Linked DNA regions of Sus scrofa: region 2 is linked to region 1. A link is a contact called in public Hi-C data. All regions are on one chromosome and are shown on one strand. The core of a region is the stretch at or near the end of the contact, and the rest is flanking DNA. Distances in the headings are between cores, read along the strand shown. Region 1 has its middle 18 kb from the start of COQ8A. Region 2 has its middle 22 kb from the start of AHCTF1.

Region 1 (4,764 bases), core at 1,741-4,240:
CAAGCCACATCTGCAACCTACACCACAGCTCACAGCAACCCCAGATCCTTAACCTACCGAGCAGGGCCAGTGATAAAAACCCTTATCCTCATGGATACTAGTCAGGTTCATTGCCTCTGAGCCACAACAGGAACTCCTCTCCTTCACTTTTATTATAGTATCTTGTCTAGAATTTGCATGTCTCTTTTTCATATCACACCTAATAGTGTTTTGTAGTTACTTGTCAATTGGTCAATTTAGACCTATATAAAATTGTAAACTCAGTATCTTAATAACCTCCCATAGTGCCTTGTGTCTAGAAAGCAGCCCTTAAATTAAAAAAAAAAATTAAAATTGCTACCAAGGTGCAGACACCAGGAGCATCTTTCCAACAACTGCTGTCCTCCTCCTCATTGCTTAAGCAACCAAATGTGAGTGGCATTGACCCCACCCAATTATGGGCTAGGCCAATCCCAATGCATTTGTCTAAGTGATAGGTTTTTTTGAGCCTGGGCCTGTCAGCACATGGCACACACACAGTGATTGGTCCTGAAATGGACCAATCAGAATGTAGTGTAGGTCTTAGGCTCAATGGTTAAGAGAAGCAATGGTCCCTCTTTCTCTAGACTTGTCAAGATATTTTGACTTAATTGTTCAGTTCCAACTGAGTTGCTCTTGAGAGGCATCTTGTAACCTTGAAGAAAGCCAGCCTACCAAGGAATCTGGCCCATAAAGGAAGGCAAGGCAGAGAGAATCAGAGGCATGGAGCCCTGATTAAACTCTTTTGAAAGGCTTCCCTAACTTCTCAGCCACCTGAACCAATAAATTCTCTTCATGATTTCTCTTACTTGCAACCCAAAGCATCCTCCCCGGTACATTGGGAAGGCGGCATTATGGTGAACATGGCAAGTTACACTTGTGCACATTTGCTCATGTGTATGCACGTGTGCATACACATACACAAACACACACAGCCTGAATCTTACTCGGGGAGGGGGAAAACCTCGCACACAGCTCTCGTTCCTGGGGTGGTGGCAACATCTGGTTTTACAAAATTACACACTTCCAAGCTTTTGGTAACAATTACCCAGACATGGAACTGAAGTCTTTTGATGAGCAGTAACTGACGTCTGTACCAAAAATGACGTCCAGTGTTAACCTCACTCCTTGAGGATGTCTCAGACTGCAGCCACCGGCGATAAACGGTACATTTTTTTCCTCTAAAAACATTCATATATTGGAGTTCCCATTGTGGCTCAGTGGTAACAAACCCAACTAGTATCTTTGAGGATGTGGGTTCGATCCCTGGCCTCGATCAGAATGTTAAAGATCTGGTGTTGCTGTGAGCTGTGGTGTGGGTCGCAGATGCATCTTGGATCCCAAGTTGCTGTGGCTGTGGTGTAGGCCGACAGCTGCAGCTCTGATTCGACCCCTAGCCTGGGTACTTCCATATGTGGCAAGTGTGGCCTTAAAAGACAAAAAAAAAAAAAAAAAAAAAAAAAAACCTATAAATAAATAAATGAATAAATAAAAATCATATATTGTTTGTGACCCTGTAGTAGTATTTGAGATCATAAAATCAGCTTTTACCTGAATGTGAAGTTTTTATTTTCAACATTTTTCTTAGAAGGCGAAATGGGGCTTAAATACTTGGAAGGCAATATCGACTTTTTCTTGACTAGTCCCAGGCCTTGACCTTATTTACAACATTAAGATTTTCCAACCTGATGTTCCCTTGCTTTCTGGGCAAGCGTCCCTGAGTATCCTCTCCGGGGCCAAGCTCCTTGAGAGCTGGGACCACATCTTGTGCCTCTTTCATAACCCATGTCTTCCTCATGCTGAGAGGGATTCCAGAGCTTCCCAAAAGCTGGTGGATGGCCCATGGAAATTTCCACAGCAGCTGCTTGGTCCCAGCCCCTCCACCTGAGCCCTGGCCTGCAAGCCCTCCCAGCCCAAGGACACTGAGCCTGGCTCCAGGTCAGGCCTGAGGTCTATTTATGACTCTTTATCTCAGGAGGAGTGCCTGGGCCCCTTGCACTCAAGAAACCTCCTCCTCTTCTCACCAGTCAACACGCGTCCCTGTCTAGAGGACAGGAAAGCAGTGCGGCAAGAAACATACTCTCTGATGGATGGCCCCAGTGTCTCCCCACCTATGGCTTATTCTTCTCATTTGGGGGCCCAGATCCTTCCATGGGAACAAAGACAACCTCTGACAGTCAAATAAAATATCTTGGAAGTTCCTGTTGTGGCTCAGCAGTAATGACCCAGACTAGTACCCATGAGGATGCAGGTTCGATCCCTGGCCTCGCTCAGTGGGTGGGGGATCTGGCATTGCTGTGGCTGTGGCTGTGGCTCTGGTCAGCAGCTGTAGCTCTGATTTGACCCCTAGCCTGAGAACTTCCATATGCCTCAGGTGAGGCCCTAAAAAGCAAAAAGCAAAAAACAAACAAATTTTATGAACACTGATGAGCTTATTAATGAGTTTGTTTCTCACATGCTTCCCCTCACCAAGGAAAATTTGTCTCCCAAGCAGGAGGAACATCTTCCCCACTCCCACCAGGGAGCTCAGCTCATGGGCGGAACAAGTTATTGATTAACTCCCAGATCCCTGTGGGAGCCGCTCAGGGAAGAGCTGAGCCCACAAGGGACCAGGAGCACACGGTGCCTGAGGAATGATGCTGCTTCCAGCCCCATGGCCTTGCTCTCCCCTCCCGGGCACGGAGGCAGGGACCAGGAGCCAGAGAACCTGAGATCAGAGCCGCTCTACCGTGACACCAGGTCCCTGAGGTACCTCACATAACCTCTCTGGGCCTCAGGGTTCTAAGGTGCCAAATACCTGACCTACCTACTTAATTCTTAATTTAATTTTATATTATCACCATTATTTTTTTAGCAGTGGCCACGTTTGGTGTGTGACTCAGATGTCAGGTGAAACCTCCCTAGAGAGTATTGGTTCCAGGGTCCATGCCACAGCCTGGGGGAGCCTAAAGCCCTCCTGCTAAGGCTTGGCCACATCCCGGGAAGTGGGAGGAGGCTCATGTGCACAGTCACCTCTGGCCCCGAGGCCCTGCCACTGCCGAGTGCCAGCAGTTTGTGGACTGTCTGCCACCTGCGTGCTGTCCCGTCCCAGGCTGTGCAAACCCCTTTAACAAGGGGACTGGACAGGATCTACATAACTCCAGATTAAATGTTAGACACCTCTGTCCTCGGAAGTTCTTTAGCTGTCCCATCCTATGGGGACTCTGTCAGCTGGCCATCTCCCTCACGGTCCCACTTAGTGGCTTTTTCGTCTCCTCGCCTTCTTGTCTCTCCTCCTAGCCTTTCCCTTTCCGACTGCCTCCGGAACTCCAAATTCTCCTCACTGTATTCGGGAGAGTCGTTTATTTCTCTCCCATTCCTTCTGCCAAACTCAAGCATTCAGACCTTGTTGAGGTGGGAGATCAGCCCTTCCAGGCGGCAAGATCCACCTTTTGGTGTACCAGGCTGTTGTGGCTGTAAAGTTGTCCCCCCCCCTTCAGTCTCCTTAAATTGTGATGCGGTTTCCGCTAAATTCTTTCTATTTTTATTTTTATTTTTATTTTGTTTTTTAGGGCTGTGCCTGCAGCATATGGAGGTTCCCAGGCTAGGGAACAAATCGGAACTTCAGCTGCTGGCCTACACCACAGCCAGAGCAACGTGGCATCCCAGCTGCGTCTGAGACCTATACTGCAGCTCATGGCAACGCCAGATCCGTAACCCACCGAGCACGTCCAGGGATCAAACCTGCAACCTCATGGTTCCTAGTCATATTCGTCTCCGCTGCACCACGATGGGAACTCCAGGTTTCTGCTAAATTCTTGCTGAAACAACAATTCCATTCCTTAGAATGCAGAGAAAACGAAGAGGAGCAGCATTTTGGATCTAATTCTGCACAAACAGGCCAGTCTGCCCAGAACTTGAAAATCAGAGACAGCTCAGCGCCACTCAGGAGTCTGGATAGCTGGGAAGGGCTTGCTGGACCGTCCAGTGTGCAACAAGACTCAGGAAGGAGACTCTCAAGGTATTTGGAGAAAAGGTAGGTGTGACTGATCTTGTGATACAAGAATCAAAGAGCTCAAGCAGGACCAAGTGAGTTTCTAAATTGCTAATGATCCCATAGAGGGAAAAGACAAAAGCAGTTCCACGGTCAAGGACACCTGCAGGTAGGTGAATGGGGCAGCAGGGTATTCCTTCCCGCACATCCTCGTCACGTGACTTCCAAGCTCCTAGGAGTCTCCTCCATTCCCCTTTCGAGGCTGACCCGCCAGGCACACAGATCTCTGCTCGCGCTCCCTCATTGGCTGGAACCCAAACACACGGCCACGCCCACCTGTGGGGGAACCTGGGGAGTGAAGTCTAGGGGCGCGCTCAGAAGGAAGGAAAACTGTCCTGCAGCTGAATGTCTCTGCCACACACTCCGTCAGCGTTCCTTATTAAGAATGGAAAATTGAGGAACAATCTCGACATGAGACACTGAAGCTCGAGTACCCAAGGAGGTTGTAAGACCTCAGCACCCTGATGCCCCAAAAGAGCTCAGATGTTCTGACCTGGATGAATTATCCCCCAGGGTACTGAGGGGGCTCGCAGACAAGCTCACATCATCTTTGGGAGACTGTGACAAACCCAAGTGTCGCTGGAAGCCAAAGACGCAGGCGCTGTCATCCTGATTTTCATCAAGACTAAAACCTAGGAATCTCAAAAGTATCCAGCGGTGAACTTGACATTAATATGGGATGAGTGGGAGTTCCCTTTGTGACTCAGGGGTTA
Region 2 (4,654 bases), core at 1,100-3,599, 440 kb before region 1:
ATTATTATTATAATCAGCTAGCTGAAGAAAGCTCACCAATGCCAAGCACCTCGGACAAGACCAAGCTTTGGGAAATGCAAAGCTCAGGAGGTCGGACAGCCTGGCGCTCTCCTTGAGCCCATGCAGCATCTCCCGGCTCTGTCTCTCTCTGCCTGAAATGCCGTCCTTCTGACGCACACAACTTAGTTTTCTTCCCACGCATCCTCCTTTGAGACTCAGCTTAGCCTTCACTCCAAAAAGCCTTCCCAGGCCCTCCCTGCCCGCCCCAGGCTGGGGTACCAGCCCTTCCGCTGTGCACCCTTCACAGGGACCCCATGCCTGTGACACCGTGTTCCCCATATTGTCTGTCTGTTATTTGCTGGCTTCCCCCCATTGAGCTGTGAACAACCAGAGGGCTTCCTGTTTGTGCCACCCCTGTTCCCAGCATATTGAAGGTGTTCGCTAAGTGTTTACAGAACTGGTGAATGAATGGCAAAGACAGATGAGGTTGAAACTGCCTGGTGAATAACAGGACAGGAAATCCATTCTGAGAAGGCCGTATTTATTCTGTTTGCCACACACCAGATGTGAGGGGTCTATGAAAAGATCTGGACCGTAATCTTCAAGAGCATAAGCACGGGAGGTCGTTTATCACATCTTCCGTGTTGGAAAGAGGAACGGTAGTTACACTTGGCCTCTGTGCTCTCCAAATGATGTGTTCATACTTGAGGCTGGCACATCGTGAACAATAAATCTTTGTTGAATAGAAGAATGAGTCTTTATTATAGAACGTATAACACGACTTCCTAGTTTTTATTTATGTATGATGTTCTCCTCTAATTGTGAGCTCCTGGAAGCCTGGGACTGTGTCTTGCTCCTGTTTGTTAACAGAATCAAGCACAGAGCTTTGCACATAGTAGGGGTCAAAAATGTCTATTGGCTGGGGAGGTCCCATTGTGGCTCAGTGGGTTATAAACCCGACCAGCATCCTTGAGGGTTAGGGATCAGTGGGTTGGAGTTCCTGTTGTGGCACAGTGGAAACGAATCTGACTAGTATCCATGAGGATGAGGGTTCGATCCCTGGCTTTGCTCAGTGGGTTAAGGATCCAGCATTACCCTGAGCTGTGGTATAGGTCAAAGACATGGCTCGGATCCCACGTGGCTATGGCTGTGGTGTAGGCTGGCAGCTGCACTCTGATTCGACCCCTAGCCTGAGAACCTCCATATGCCACAGGTGCAGCCCTAAAAAGCAAAAAAAAAAAAAAAAAAAAAAAGTTTATTAGCTGAAATAATGAATTTCTGAGATGAGAGTGAGGCGCGCATGCACACACGTATTCTACATTTTCTTTTTTTTTCCTCCCCAGTATTATTTTTTCCATAGGAAACCAGGTGAAAAATCCATTTATTATTATTGGTTTTTAATGAGCCTGAGTGCTTCTGCAGGCTTCCTTGGCAGTTTGCTCTGGCAGCAGCTAACATGCTTCCTTTGCATCAGTAGAGGTTCGGAGGGGTCACAACTGGACTGTGACTGTGATGGCACCTAGCGCTTCTGGAGGGGGTGGGGTGGGGACTGGGGCGTCCTGTGATAGAGACCTACGTGTGTAGGGGGACATGCTGTCACGAGGCAGCTGTGCACCTAGGTGTGGGTACAGGAAGTTTTACTGAGGCTGCCCAGTGGAGTTGCATGCTTAGCATTATTAAACTTTCCAATAACTATTCGATTTAGCAATAGATACGCAAAAGATCAGTACCCAGTGGGTATCTAATCTAGGTTTCCTTCTACTGGCTCTCTAGTAACTAGAGCAAGAAGAACTCCCCTAACATCCTCTGTCTTTGGCCTGCCTGCAGGGGAAATGGGTTTGTCTAAGCAAACCCATTTTTTTTTTTTTTTGGTCTTTTTAGGGCTGCACCCATGGCATATGGAAGTTTCCAGGCTAGGGGTCAAATCAGAGTTGCAGCTGCCAGCCTATGCCACAGCCACAGCAACACCAATCTGAGCCATGTCTGTGACCTGTGCCACAGCCACAGCAATGCCAGATCCTTAACCCACTGAGCGAGGCCAGGAATCGAATTGCATCCTCGTGGATACTAGTTGGGCTCATTACCACTGAGCCATAATGGGAACTCCAAGTATTTTAAGAAATACATATATTTTCCCTTTACTGATGGAATGAGGATGTCACAAAAAGAGAAGCAGGTCCTCAGTGCCACGGGTAGTTTCATTTTGGAGGTTCTTATCGTCGCTATTGGGGCTGTGAAACTGGCTGGATCAGAGCAAAGATGACAGCCCCTCCCCCGCCTGCTCTTGGATCAGCTCCGCACAGCATGTCTTTGTCCTTTTGGGAGACCAGCTCTTCAGCCTAGAGACATCCATACTGTCCCCACCCTGGGAACAAGCACAGAGGCTCATGAACGTTACTTCAGCCCATATACTTACTGCCTCTGGGCTTTGATGGGTGACCCTCCCCCCCAAGCAGTAGTTCAAGGTCAGCCAGGGAGGGGAGTGCCCTTGGAGTGCCCTTGGTAATGGGCCTCTCCTCTGTGGCTTCCAGGTTTGGCTCCAGCTCCATCAACAGAGATGGGAAAGCCTTAAACTTTAATGATCTGTAGCCTGATTTCTCTTGGACTAGCCCGATATCCTTCCCTGCTCTCTTCAGGAGGTGCTTGTCCAAAAGCATGTTCTGTTTATTCCCAGAGAAAAGAGCTGGCTTCCTTTTCAGCTCTTTTTCTGCTCATCGTTATTTGTAAATTCCGACTCTCCAGTCTCCAGCTAGGCAAATTTACAAGTTATTTTTAGCAGCTATGTGGAAACCTCACTGTCAAAAAGTGTCCTGATAAAAGAACAAGGACAGTCTTCATTAAAAAAGATTTCAGAAATGCGTCGCCTGTTTCCTCCTGTTCTCTCACCTCTGCTTTAAAACAGAGCCTTTTCATTTGACACGATGGTAACAGTTCTTAATTCTAGGTGGTGGGAGTGCGGGTTTTAGTTATAGTGCTATGTAGGCTTTTCTGTAACGTTTCTATATACCAGGGGAATGGAACCCCCTAAAGCTAAATTGCTTTCTGCCTTCCCGCCTGAGCTTCTGTTCTCCGCTCAGCTGCTATCAGCTCCCCAGCTGCTCTAACCAGGCCACACCGTTTCCTTTGAGCTCGAGATCTCTGTGTTCCAGGCCAGTGCTTCCCCCACCTAACAACCGTCGCTTGCCAACCATTCTTGCTGGACCTGGAAGTGAACCACTGATCCCAAAGATTAAAAAACAAAATAAGGAGATAGAGTGTCCCCAGGGACCTCTCTGCTGAACCTGACCAGGGCTTACTAGCCTTGCTCCTGTGCTTTCCCAGGGAGAGGAGGTGGCCAGACTCACTAAAGCCGCTGGGGGTGGAGGAGTCTGGACCCAGATGACACAGTGCTTGACACGAGAGGCAGCTGAGGTGCTGAATGAAACACGTTTCCAGAGCCACAGGTTTCAGCTGACGTGGCTGCACCCTCGTCTGCTGTCCATAATCCAACAAATTGCATCCTGGGGTTCCTGCAGCATCTTCATTTACAAGAGTGGTTCTCGAGCATATTAGGTGTTGTATCAGAATCAACAAGCTCAAAAAGAGCACACAGATTAGACTTTCTTTCTTTCTTCCTTCCTTCCTTCCTTCCTTTCTTTCTAGGGCCTCACCTGCGGCATATGGAAGTTCCCAAGCTAGGGATCAAATCAGAGCTACAGCTGCCAGCCTACACCACAGCCACAACAATGTGGGATCTGAGTCACGTCTGCAACCTACAACAGAGCTCACGGCAACGCCAAATCCTTAACCCACTCAGTGAGAGCAGGGATCGAACCCACCACCTTGTGGATACTAGTCCGATTTGTTTCCGCTGCGCCACAATGGGAACTCCATATTCCTGGAGTTTCTGATTCAGTAAGATTGGGGTGGAGCCCAAGAATTTGCATGTCTCACACTTTCCCCGGGTAAAGCTGCTGGTTGGGGACAACACTTAGATTTAGAAGATACAGTGGCGGCGGGTGGTTTTCATCTTATCTCTGTGCTGGGGTGAAATCAAAGTCAGGAGAGGAAGAGCTGAGGTCATTTGGCTCAGCTCTGGGCCTCCCCGTCTGCTTATAACTCAGCAGCGCCATTGCCTCTATTCTGTACACCAACCGCCTGGCACGGGTGCTGTTTGGGAAGGCACACGTCATGTAGATCTCAACCCACAAGGGGTTTTCTTTTCTTTTCTTTTTCTTTTGTAGGGCTGCACCTGCAGCATGTGGAAGTTCCCAGGCTAGGGGTCCAACTGGAGCTACAACTGCCAGCCTATACCACAGCCACAGCAATGTGGGATCTGAGCCACATCTGCAACCTATACCACAGCTCACGGCAACACCAGATCCTTAACCCACTGAGCGAGGCCAGGGATTGAACCCGCATCCTCATGGATACTAGTTCTTTACCACTGAGCCATGATGGGAACTCCCCAGAAGATATTTTCTCTGGTCTTACTGACGCTGCCCTCTTGCAGTTTGCCTTTCTAGTTGGTTGGCAGTTTAAGGAACGTTTCTCAAAACTTCGTAGCATAACGGGTGTTTGAAGCCATGTTTCAGGGTGTCCTGATTCTACCTGCCCATTCTGCTTGCTGTTCCCATGGCATCTCATTGCCCACGAGTTGGCTGAGTGTCTGGTT

Evidence for each region. A called contact is a pair of places that touch in the nucleus more often than the background predicts.
Region 2: a Hi-C map of skeletal muscle shows a contact between it and region 1, with 4 times the contacts expected there. The contact joins two enhancer-like sites. A contact is called at or near these places in 21 of 47 Hi-C or Micro-C datasets (adipose tissue, alveolar macrophages, embryonic fibroblasts and 13 more) and 2 of 2 datasets of contacts at active chromatin or transcription factors (alveolar macrophages and skeletal muscle).

What each region holds. Positions count from the first base shown.
Region 1 is chr10:14,576,762-14,581,525 of Sscrofa11.1, reverse strand. No RefSeq gene overlaps it. Among named protein-coding and RNA genes, the nearest start is that of COQ8A, 18 kb to the left of the region's middle. Within about 2 kb of position 2,990, at least 2 of the 83 cell types and tissues checked have an H3K27ac peak or open chromatin away from gene starts, as enhancers often do. A contact at or near this core is called in skeletal muscle, where this site is marked.
Region 2 is chr10:15,017,621-15,022,274 of Sscrofa11.1, reverse strand. No RefSeq gene overlaps it. Among named protein-coding and RNA genes, the nearest start is that of AHCTF1, 22 kb to the left of the region's middle. Within about 2 kb of position 2,349, at least 26 of the 83 cell types and tissues checked have an H3K27ac peak or open chromatin away from gene starts, as enhancers often do. A contact at or near this core is called in skeletal muscle, where this site is marked.